Linked DNA regions of Mus musculus: region 1 is linked to region 2. Evidence: chromatin contacts called from public HiChIP or PLAC-seq data. All regions are on one chromosome and are shown on one strand. Each heading gives the region's core, a stretch centred on a gene start, on an enhancer-like site or on the middle of the called end of the contact. The rest is flanking DNA. Distances are from core to core; before and after follow the strand shown.

What was found. HiChIP or PLAC-seq counts read pairs in DNA pulled down with a chosen protein or histone mark.
Region 1: a contact with region 2 is called in an H3K27ac HiChIP or PLAC-seq map of hepatocytes, with 3 times the contacts expected there. The contact joins the promoter of Tlr5 here to the enhancer-like site in region 2. A contact is called at or near these places in 4 of 39 promoter capture datasets (the 3T3-L1 cell line, hippocampal neurons and liver), 1 of 15 datasets of contacts at CTCF or cohesin (the NIH/3T3 cell line), 5 of 484 Hi-C or Micro-C datasets (the MC38 cell line, nephron progenitors, pancreatic cancer cells and 1 more), 9 of 115 datasets of contacts at active chromatin or transcription factors (bone marrow-derived macrophages, embryonic basal ganglia, embryonic forebrain and 5 more) and 3 of 9 other capture datasets (adipose tissue, macrophages and pancreatic islet).

The regions. Positions count from the first base shown.
Region 1 is chr1:182,952,130-182,956,931 of GRCm38.p6, forward strand. Tlr5 (toll-like receptor 5) reads left to right here and starts at 2,659. Exons shown (of 4, transcript NM_016928.3): 1 at 2,659-2,753.
Region 2 is chr1:182,822,137-182,826,423 of GRCm38.p6, forward strand. All of the region lies in intron 2 of Susd4 (sushi domain containing 4), which reads left to right. Among named protein-coding and RNA genes, the nearest start is that of Susd4, 60 kb to the left of the region's middle. Within about 2 kb of position 1,700, at least 28 of the 459 cell types and tissues checked have an H3K27ac peak or open chromatin away from gene starts, as enhancers often do. A contact at or near this core is called in embryonic basal ganglia, hepatocytes and uterus, where this site is marked.

The DNA of each region.
Region 1 (4,802 bases), core at 1,409-3,908, 130 kb after region 2:
TGAGTGTGTGCGTGCGCATACAGCCTATCAGGTCTGACAGTTTGAAGGGGAGACTCACTTTAACATAAGATGTTATCTATACAAAATTATAGTGGTGAAAGGAAGAGGATGGGTTGCCAGATAACAAGATGAGGGATCTAACTTAGATGTAGAGCTCCTTGTCTCATCGTGGGTGTTATGACTTAATCAACTCATCATAAATTGAAAATGTCATAGAAGGAGAATGTATTTGTTTAGTACAGCCAACCTCCCAATCGTCGTAGCCTCAGAAACCGTAAACTACAGGGCTTGGTTGTTTGCTCTTGTGGTCACATGGCTTAGCAGGAGTGTGGCACGCTGGCTGTGTAGCATCAAGAACAAGGGGCTGGAGAGAAAGCTCAGTGGTTAAGAGCACTGGCTGCTCTTCCAGAGAACCCAAGTGCAGTTACCAGCACCCACATCTAGCTATTCATAACCTCCTGGAACTGCAGCTTCAGGGGATTTGACGTCTTTTTTGTGGCCACCACAGGCACACACACACACATACACACACATACACACCACACAAACCAGGAGTAGTAAAGAACTAAATGTGAATCCAGGAGAAGACCCAAATTCAAAGGTCAACGTTCAGTTTTTACTGAATGCAAGTTACTTTTGCACCATGACACACAGACATATATATGTGTGTGTGTATGTGTGTGTGTGCATGCATATATATATGTATATGTGTGTATATATATACATATATATATGCATACATATACACACACACATATACACACACACACATATATATACACACACACACATAGAGAGATATAGATTCACAAAGAGAACCACCATAAATTGGAGACTATCTAGAAGTGTTAGGTGCGTTCCTTTTGAAGATGTGATGTGAGAAAGGATGGGGAGCTATTGGCCAAGGCAAAACCATGAAGAAAGAACACTCCAGCTACTGCATTTCATTCTGACAATGAGTCCTGGAGCCCAATAACCAGAATAATTATCCCACATCAGGTGTCAATTAGGGTGGGGCCTTAGGCGGTCCCTTTCCATATTCCTAGCACTCCTGGGATAAATCCCCTCTGGTTTTAGGAAGGCAGTAAATGGCACCCAGCCCTCCCTGGCATTGTTCTCAGTCCCACCCACATTATAGGAAGGCCCTACCTCCTGGGCTTACAAGCCTCCTCCTCCCAGCTGCAGAGCAGGTAGGCAGGGTTGCAGTTCCATCCCTCTGCACTCAGCTTTCGAGAGCCACTTGAGGCAACTTGTCACATGGGCTTCAAGCTGCCAGCCGAGGAGGGAGCTGAGAAGACTGTATAATGAGATCTTCCTTGGTAATTAAGTGCTGGGCTTTGTTTTAACCTATCTCTCCTGCCCTGCTTGATCATATCACCTAGCTGTCAGGCCACGCTGGAGAGTGTGAATCAACCTGGGATTACACCCCAGCTGCAAGAGGCAGCTGTCAGCTTTTGCCCAACCTCCATGCGACCCCAGTCTTACTGCAGACTGTGACACTTCTGTCCTTGAACTGGGTTTCACCCCCAGAAAGCGACTGACTTCGCCACCTTCCTATACAAATCCCTTCCTTTTAACACTCCTGCAGCAGCAGGCTCCTGACTTTTCTTTCCTTCAGCATGTCCCTTTCCAGAAAGCAGATCAACTCTCAACCCCACAACACCCCGCCCCCTCCTCCTAGGAGCAGGTGGAGGGTGGGAAGGAAAAGGGAAGTGAAGCCAGAAGGGCTCACAGGCCGGAAAGCTCTTGCGTTCTCTGAGGGAAATCACAACTTCCTTCCCTGGCCTTCAGTCACAGGCAGTAGCCTTTGCTGATCCAAATCTGACCTTCAGATATTTAGTATGGGGCAGGGGGTATAGTGCTTGTGGAAGCATGAGGACCAGAGTTCAATCCCTAACACACAAGTAAAGTCCACAGGCATGGTGATGGTACCTGCCTGTAACCCCAGTGCTGGGGAGGTAGAGCATCCAGTATCCCTGGGGCTTGTTAACCAGCTTAGCATTTTTGGTGAGTTCCAGGCCAGTGGGAGATCCTGTCTCAATAACTCAATAAACAAGATAGACAGCTCCTGATGAATGATGTGCATGTGTGGGCGTGTACACACACACACACACACACACACACACACACACACACACACACCTTCAATAGTTAAAATAGAAGGCGTAGCCAAGTAGTAGAGGGCAAAATGACAGCCAGCTTCACCCCTCAGCATCATATCTTCAAGATTTGGCACAGATCAAAGAGCACAGGCAAGAACAGAAGTAACTGCCCCGATCAGGACTTGCTGCGCTGGCCGTGTGTACAGTGCATCAGGATAGGATCTAGGCCGCCTTCCCTGGGTCAGTGCAGGCCTATGTTATCTCGATGGACAGTTAGGGGTAGCTACAAAAATCACAACAGGCCCTCTGCCTCCTGTGCTGGGCTCCATGATAGCCAATACCTACCGTCTGCCCCAGCTCTACTTTCTTTCCTACCTCAGTTACAAGGTCATTGCAGCAGAGATAGAGGTCTCCTCCCTGGCAAGAAAGCAGAGAGGTACCTAGGCTGAGGTACTTTGCCCAGAACTCAGAAAAGACAAGCATGGTCCACAGAGAAAGCCTGATCAAGAGTTGTGGGCGGGGCTCCAGCAGCGGGCGGTGTTTCCCTCTCCTCCCCGCTCTCCTGCTTTCCCGAGCCCAGCGGCAGCTTTGGTGCCTGGAGCCGAGTGAGGTCAGTCCTGGAGCCTGTGTTGTGGGAATCCCGCTTGGGAGGTGAGAGCCTTGTAGTTGCAAGGGGTCCAGCAGGGGGTTCCCTGAGACCGGAAGGGGCCCGGGACGTTGCTGGACACGTTAGTGCCCCCGCCCCTCTCTCTTCCTCCTGGCTTCGTCCTGAACCCTTTCAACTCTCTTTCCTGCCTGTGCTCTCTGCCACTCAGTGCCACGGAAACTGGGGTCCCTCGGCCCAGCGAGCTGAGAGTAAGCAGAGTGCCCAGCGGGACAATTCTAGGATTGACAAGTCACTTGCATGCTGGCTTTGGGACAAGGTTCCCTAGTTCTCTCTTCTGGCTTTCACCTTTGGCCCCACCCTCTGGAAGAGACAGGTATTTAACGCGCGCGGAGTCCGTTCTCTTGCTGTCTTCCTTGGAAAGAGGAAGTCGACAGTCACCATCAATTGAGCTATGGACACCTTAAAAAGACACTGCAGTCAGTGAAGTCCTTGGACACCCTCCGGGGCAGGGAGAAGTAGGGCAGCTGGCCCCGAGGCTGTGAAGAAAGAACTCCATCAGCCTTTGGCAATTACAGCCATTACAGTCATGGCTCTGCTCCGTAAACCACCACGGCTGGAATAGTGGTTGTTTCCTGAAGTGGGGTGGTTGGTTGTCTTGGGAGAGAGAAAGTCTCCCCAGGAAGGCTGCTGAGACCTTGAGGAATGGGAATGCATGGGGATTGCTTTCTCCCATTGGTGGGCTAGCCTTGTAATTAGCTAGTGTCTGGAACACGGCAGTCTAGCGCTGTGCGGCATGGGCCTGCAGCTTAACCGCAGGGCCTTTTATGAAGTGTTATTGAGGGTTAACCCCCTCAAGCACATGAACAATGCATTCCTCCTGTCCCGTACCTGGAAGGGGGTGTGGATGCTGACCTGCCACTGTCACACACATGTGGCTTGGTCTCTTTCCTCTGCCTTTCCTCAGAGGACACAACTCTGAATAGTTTGTTCAAGGTGTGTAGATCTTGACTCTGTTCACCTTATTCTTTGGGGGCAGAAACCAATCGTGAGGAACATCCAGCATGCTATGCAGTCAGGAGGGAACCCTGGGTTCTGCTATGCTAAATGCTTAGCCTTTCACATTGTGGTAGGATTCTTGGGGTGCCCCCGACGAGGGGTCCAGGCCAACGTTAATGATGGGGCGGTACAAGAAGAGTCCCTATTATAGTAATCAGGATGACTTAGTTCATTCATATGGGCTTGATGGACATCCTGGAAGACACTTCCATCCTAATTGATGGCCCAGGTTCACTCTCTTCTATCCTTTGCTGCTCAAACCTTTCTGATTCCACTGTGTGACTGCAAAGCTAATCTCGTCGGGTCTTAGCTTTGTCTGAGGAGGAAAGCCCTCTCCTGGGGCGATGTCTCTAACACAAAGGGTTCTTGGATAACTCCTGGTGGCGGCTTCTTCAGCTTTGTAGCTCTGCTGAGGATTGGAAGCAGTTATTGTGTCTGCCCTCCCTTGCTTTTAGTCCTATGGAGCAAGAGTTCCTGCCCTGCCAAATTCCTGTCCCCTGACGTGTTTGCTTCTTCTTCAGTTTGTGGAAAAGAATGTGGTGACAGACCTTCCAGGCGTTGGGGCCTCCCCGCCCTGGTACCATAGTTTTCTGAGCTGTGAGCCACAGCCTATGATGTCCTCAGCTCTGTGGGACAAAGACAAGGTTGGAGCATGGCTCCCACGGTTCTGAACTGTCCAGGTGTAGCTGGGAAGATAAAACCCCACACCTGTGAGACAATTAGAACGAAGTCAAGGCAAAACCATATAGCGGTGTCTGATAACTCCAAGAGGTAGGGTGTGGGGGGCTGGAAAAGGCAGAGTACACTCGAAAAAGCTGAGTGTTCAGAAGCTCAACTTAGAAAGCACAGTCAAGGATCAGCCAGGCAGAAGGCTAGCCTGGAGCTCGGGGCAAGCAGGCACTCCTGCTGACCACATGCCCTCCTCCCTGTACAGCTCCTGTTACATATCCTCTGTGTGTGTGTGTGTGTGTGTGTGTGTGTGTGTATCTCCATGCAGTATCTCTCCACCCACAACACTGGCTTCTCTCATTGTTTTG
Region 2 (4,287 bases), core at 450-2,949:
TTGTTAGACACCAGGCATGCACACACTACACAAGTACACATGCAGGTAGAATACCCACACACATAAAGGTTTAAAAGAAAAAGTTAAACAACAGCAACAACAAAAAACAAACAAACAGATCCCTTGTCTCATGCTTGGGCACCGCGAGTTGGGGTTCACTATCAGAGGGTGGGGTTCACTGTCAGTGGGTGGCCCAGTGCTGAGAGAGGACGGTTGTCTTACGCATGCTGCACCGGGTGCGTTCTTTCCCATCTTTCATTTCACAAGCTGCTGCCGTTTGTATGTTGACTGTCTCTCAAGAGCACCTGTGTTCAGTGTCCAGCTCCTGGTACTACTGGGGTGATGCACTGCAACCTGAAAACAGTGGGACCTGGCAGGATGCAGTTAAGTCACTGGCACGTGCCCTTGAGAGGATGCTAAGTTCCTGGTCCCCACACCCCATTCATTTCTCATTGCCATGAGATGAGCAGATTTTCCACAGACCACTTCCTAACACACACATACATGCATGCACACGCACGCACACGAGCTCATGCTCACATACACACATACACACACACACACACACACACACACACACACACACACACAAGTCCCAAGGGCAACTGAGAGTGTAAGAGATTAAAAAGCTCACATATTAGCTTAGACTGCACTTAGCAAATGAGCTATTGAGGGGGTGGAGTGCATTTCTGCTAAAAAAGACTGCTTGAAAGTTGTTGCTGTTGACAGTTGGGTTCTCTGCAGCGACTGTGAGAGCTAATGCTATCAAACTGTTGGAGTGATCTCTTGGGGATGCCGTGGGATGAAACGAGACCGTGTGTGTGTAAAACGCTCTGTAAACTGTGAGGCTATGTACACGTGGGAAACGTGCTTTAGTATTGTCTGAAAGCTGTTGCTTGCAAGAGACAAGGAAAGATTTAATTTTATAGGCAATAGAAGACAACCACAGGCATCCGAAGATTACAGTCTAGCCCCGACCCCGTCCCAGCCTCTTCATCCATGAATTGTCTCCCAGACTGTGTTGGTCTCAACCTTCCACAGGGTGTTTGACCTCCCGAGGGGCTGTGGCCCACAGGTAGACAGCTGCTGGCCTAAGGACTTATATTCTGGGAGATTGTTACCTGTTCTTATCAAGAAGAGACTGGAAGGCTGTGCCTCCGTCTGATGGTAGATTTGCTTAGCATGCAGGAGGCCCTGCATGTGATGCCCAGAACCTTATAAGATAGATTTAGTAGAGCACATCTATCATCCTAGCACTTGGGACAAAGAGACGAGAAGGCCAGAAGTTCAGGGGCATTCTCTGCCAATCTGAACCACATGAGACCTTGTCTCCAAGGAGGAGAGAAAGAGGGTTTTAGAAAATGCAATGAACCCAAGAGACCATTTTCAATAAAACATCGAAACTAGGAATTTTCAAGTTACATATCCAAGATCAAGAACTAGCTAGACAGGCAACCTATATTATTCTCATAATAATTTATTTAGGAAAAAAAATAGCAAAAAGGTACATCTTTAACCTTAGCAACCCATCCTCTAAAACCCTATCACACCTCATTCAGATGTCCTAACAACTGATACCACAATTTATATCAACTTCAAAATGATCCTGCCACCTCCTGCAGACAGGAAATCTCCTGAGTCTCCTGCTGGCCGGTGCTTAGCGCTAGCCTTGTGGATGGGCGTGGATGCCTGCTGCTGTCCTGGGATTGCAGAGTCTGGGATGACTGTGCTGTGTTGCTGGCTGAGCTTTCGTGGAGCAGTGTCAGGAGAATGCAGCGAAAATCACGTCATGAGTTTGCTTTGTGATCGGTTTTATTGGAACCGAAACTGAGTGAAAGGCCGTAGGAATAATTGGGTAATCAAAGCGAATTAAATCAAGAAGGGGAAATTATCAGTCTGGCATCAAACAGGGACGGCTCTGACATCCACATCTGTGGTCTTTATCCATTTTAATCAAGTCTAAATTATGCCATTAAGACTTATTTTTGCGATGTTTACACTTGCTCAGACATAGCAGACTGTCTATTCATCTCTGGATAGTTCTGGAAACATTAAAACCTCCCCCACTGTTTCTGGGGAGGTGTTACCTAACTTGATTAGCATGCAGATACTCTGCACACATGCTCACTTGCGGGGCATTGCGTTGCGTGCCGTTTTTGGAAAAGGCAATCCGGACGTTGAGCTTCTGAGCCGTGCAGATGAATCTTTTGTCCCAGCGCTCGCTGGCACCTCTAGAAAATGAGATTTAAGTGTTGTCTTACTAGTGAGAGTCCACTAAAACAAATAGCCACATCCTGCTTCCGGGGTGGCAGAAATATTACTACAGTAACTAGTCGGAGATTTCCCCGTTCCCTTGCATTTTTTCCCAAGGGGCATTGCTTTTTCAGAAAAGGAAAAAAATTTGTTTAGACCAACAAATGGCAGCACTTGCTGTCCCTCGTCCCTGATACTCTAAGTATGTAATTGCGAGCATGATGAATTATGGGATGACTGACCCAGGTTCACAGGCAGAATGGATGCAGGGACCTTCCATCTGCTTTAATGAAGCCTGGGGTTTTCTGTTGCTAAGGTTTGGTCACTGTGTTATCTCCCAATGGAAACTGTCCCAAGCCCCTCTTTCCTTCCACTCTGAGCGCATGCTGAGTACATCCCAGGATCTTAGCGTTCATAGTCTGGGTTTGGTTTGAGATTCTATTTGCTTCATTTGTGTCTTGCACCCAAATCAGGAGTTGTTGTAGAGGTTGGCTGCTCAACTCAAGAGAGACCACTGGCCATCTTCCAGGGGACCGGGCTATTGTCTCTGCAAAAAAAAAAAAAAAAAAAAAGTCACAACCCTCTGGGCCCTGAATGCGCTGGCCCTGGTGTCCCCTGAAGAAACACCATGCTGTGCTCTGAAGGAACCCTGAGTTCAATTCCCTAGAGGTCTGTGTGTCACCATGGAAATGTCCATAGCTTAGTACTTTGGCCAAAGGAAGGACTCTGTGTGTAGGTTTCTGTTGTGCAGGTGCAGCAGTCATGTTCACAGGGGTCAGTTATGAGCAAGGATGGGCTTGAGTATAGAGAAGTGACTAGGAAGGTGGCCAGGAAGAGATGCAGTTCCCTCTGTATGAAGCTGCGTGTTCTTCTCTTTAGGAACTTGTGGGATATTAGCAACATAGCTGCTGACATACATGGTGACCCTGTCATCTGCCACTCGTTGCTCTATGTGTATTTACACCTCGCTAAGAGGTCACAGTAATGGGGGAGTAGAGACCTTCCTGTCAATACTTACTTTCTATAGCAGAAACTAAAGATCATGAGAGGTAAAGAAGCTTAGCCAAGCTTATACAGCTGGAAAACCAGCAGAGCCAGGCTCAAAGCATGTCCTCTCATCCACAACCATTACCCTGACATAAAAACTACATCATGTCAAGTATACATGCTGCTGTTACCCCACTTTGGCTGTGGTGTTGAATGACGTCTTCTGTCTAATCTTTCTGGTTGTGGTCTCTGAAAGCAATGCAGATTGCAAGCAAGCACACTTACATAGATACAACAAAGGACCACACAGTCGTCTTGTCTTCCCTCCCATGTAGGAGGGACCCTGACCTCCTTGTCTGCTTTGCTTTCTTTCTGAGGAGAGTGCCAGTTATAGAAAAGCCTGGCATGGAGGTCCCTGAACCTTTCTGGGGAGGTGAGGCAGGAGGATCTCATATTCAAGGCTTCCCTGGGCTGCAAAGTGAGTTTAAGGCCAATGTGGGTGATTCAGTGAGATCTTGTCTCAAATAAAAAGTCAGAACGGCCCAGGGCTGCATCTTAGGGATAGAACACTTGCCTAGTAAGGATTTCTAGCACTGTGTGTGTGTGTGTGTGTGTGTGTGTGTGTGTGTGTGTGTGTGTGTGTTGTACCCTGTCTGTTCCAAAAAAAAAAAAAAAGAACAAGAAGAAAAACAAACCACCAAAAAGGGGGGGGGGGAGAGAAGGGGTAGAACGTCTCCTGTTGGAGTGGATGTAGGTCCTGCACCCGCCTCTCCACCAAACAGCACTGTTTGTTGACAGAATAAGTAATGTAAACGGAACATAAATTTTCCTTCCTCATCTCTCTTATTTAAAAATGCTTTTCTCCCTTCTTCCCTTTTCTTTTTAAAACCAAAGCTGAAATTTTGCCAAACATGGAAATTGTTTGTCCCAGAACACAGGAGGCGCTTAATAATGTTATCATGTAAATATGTCTAAAAGACTCTTTATAAAACAAATCACATCTTCCCAGTGATTGTCCTTGTCATTCTGTGTGCCTCTGTCTCCTGC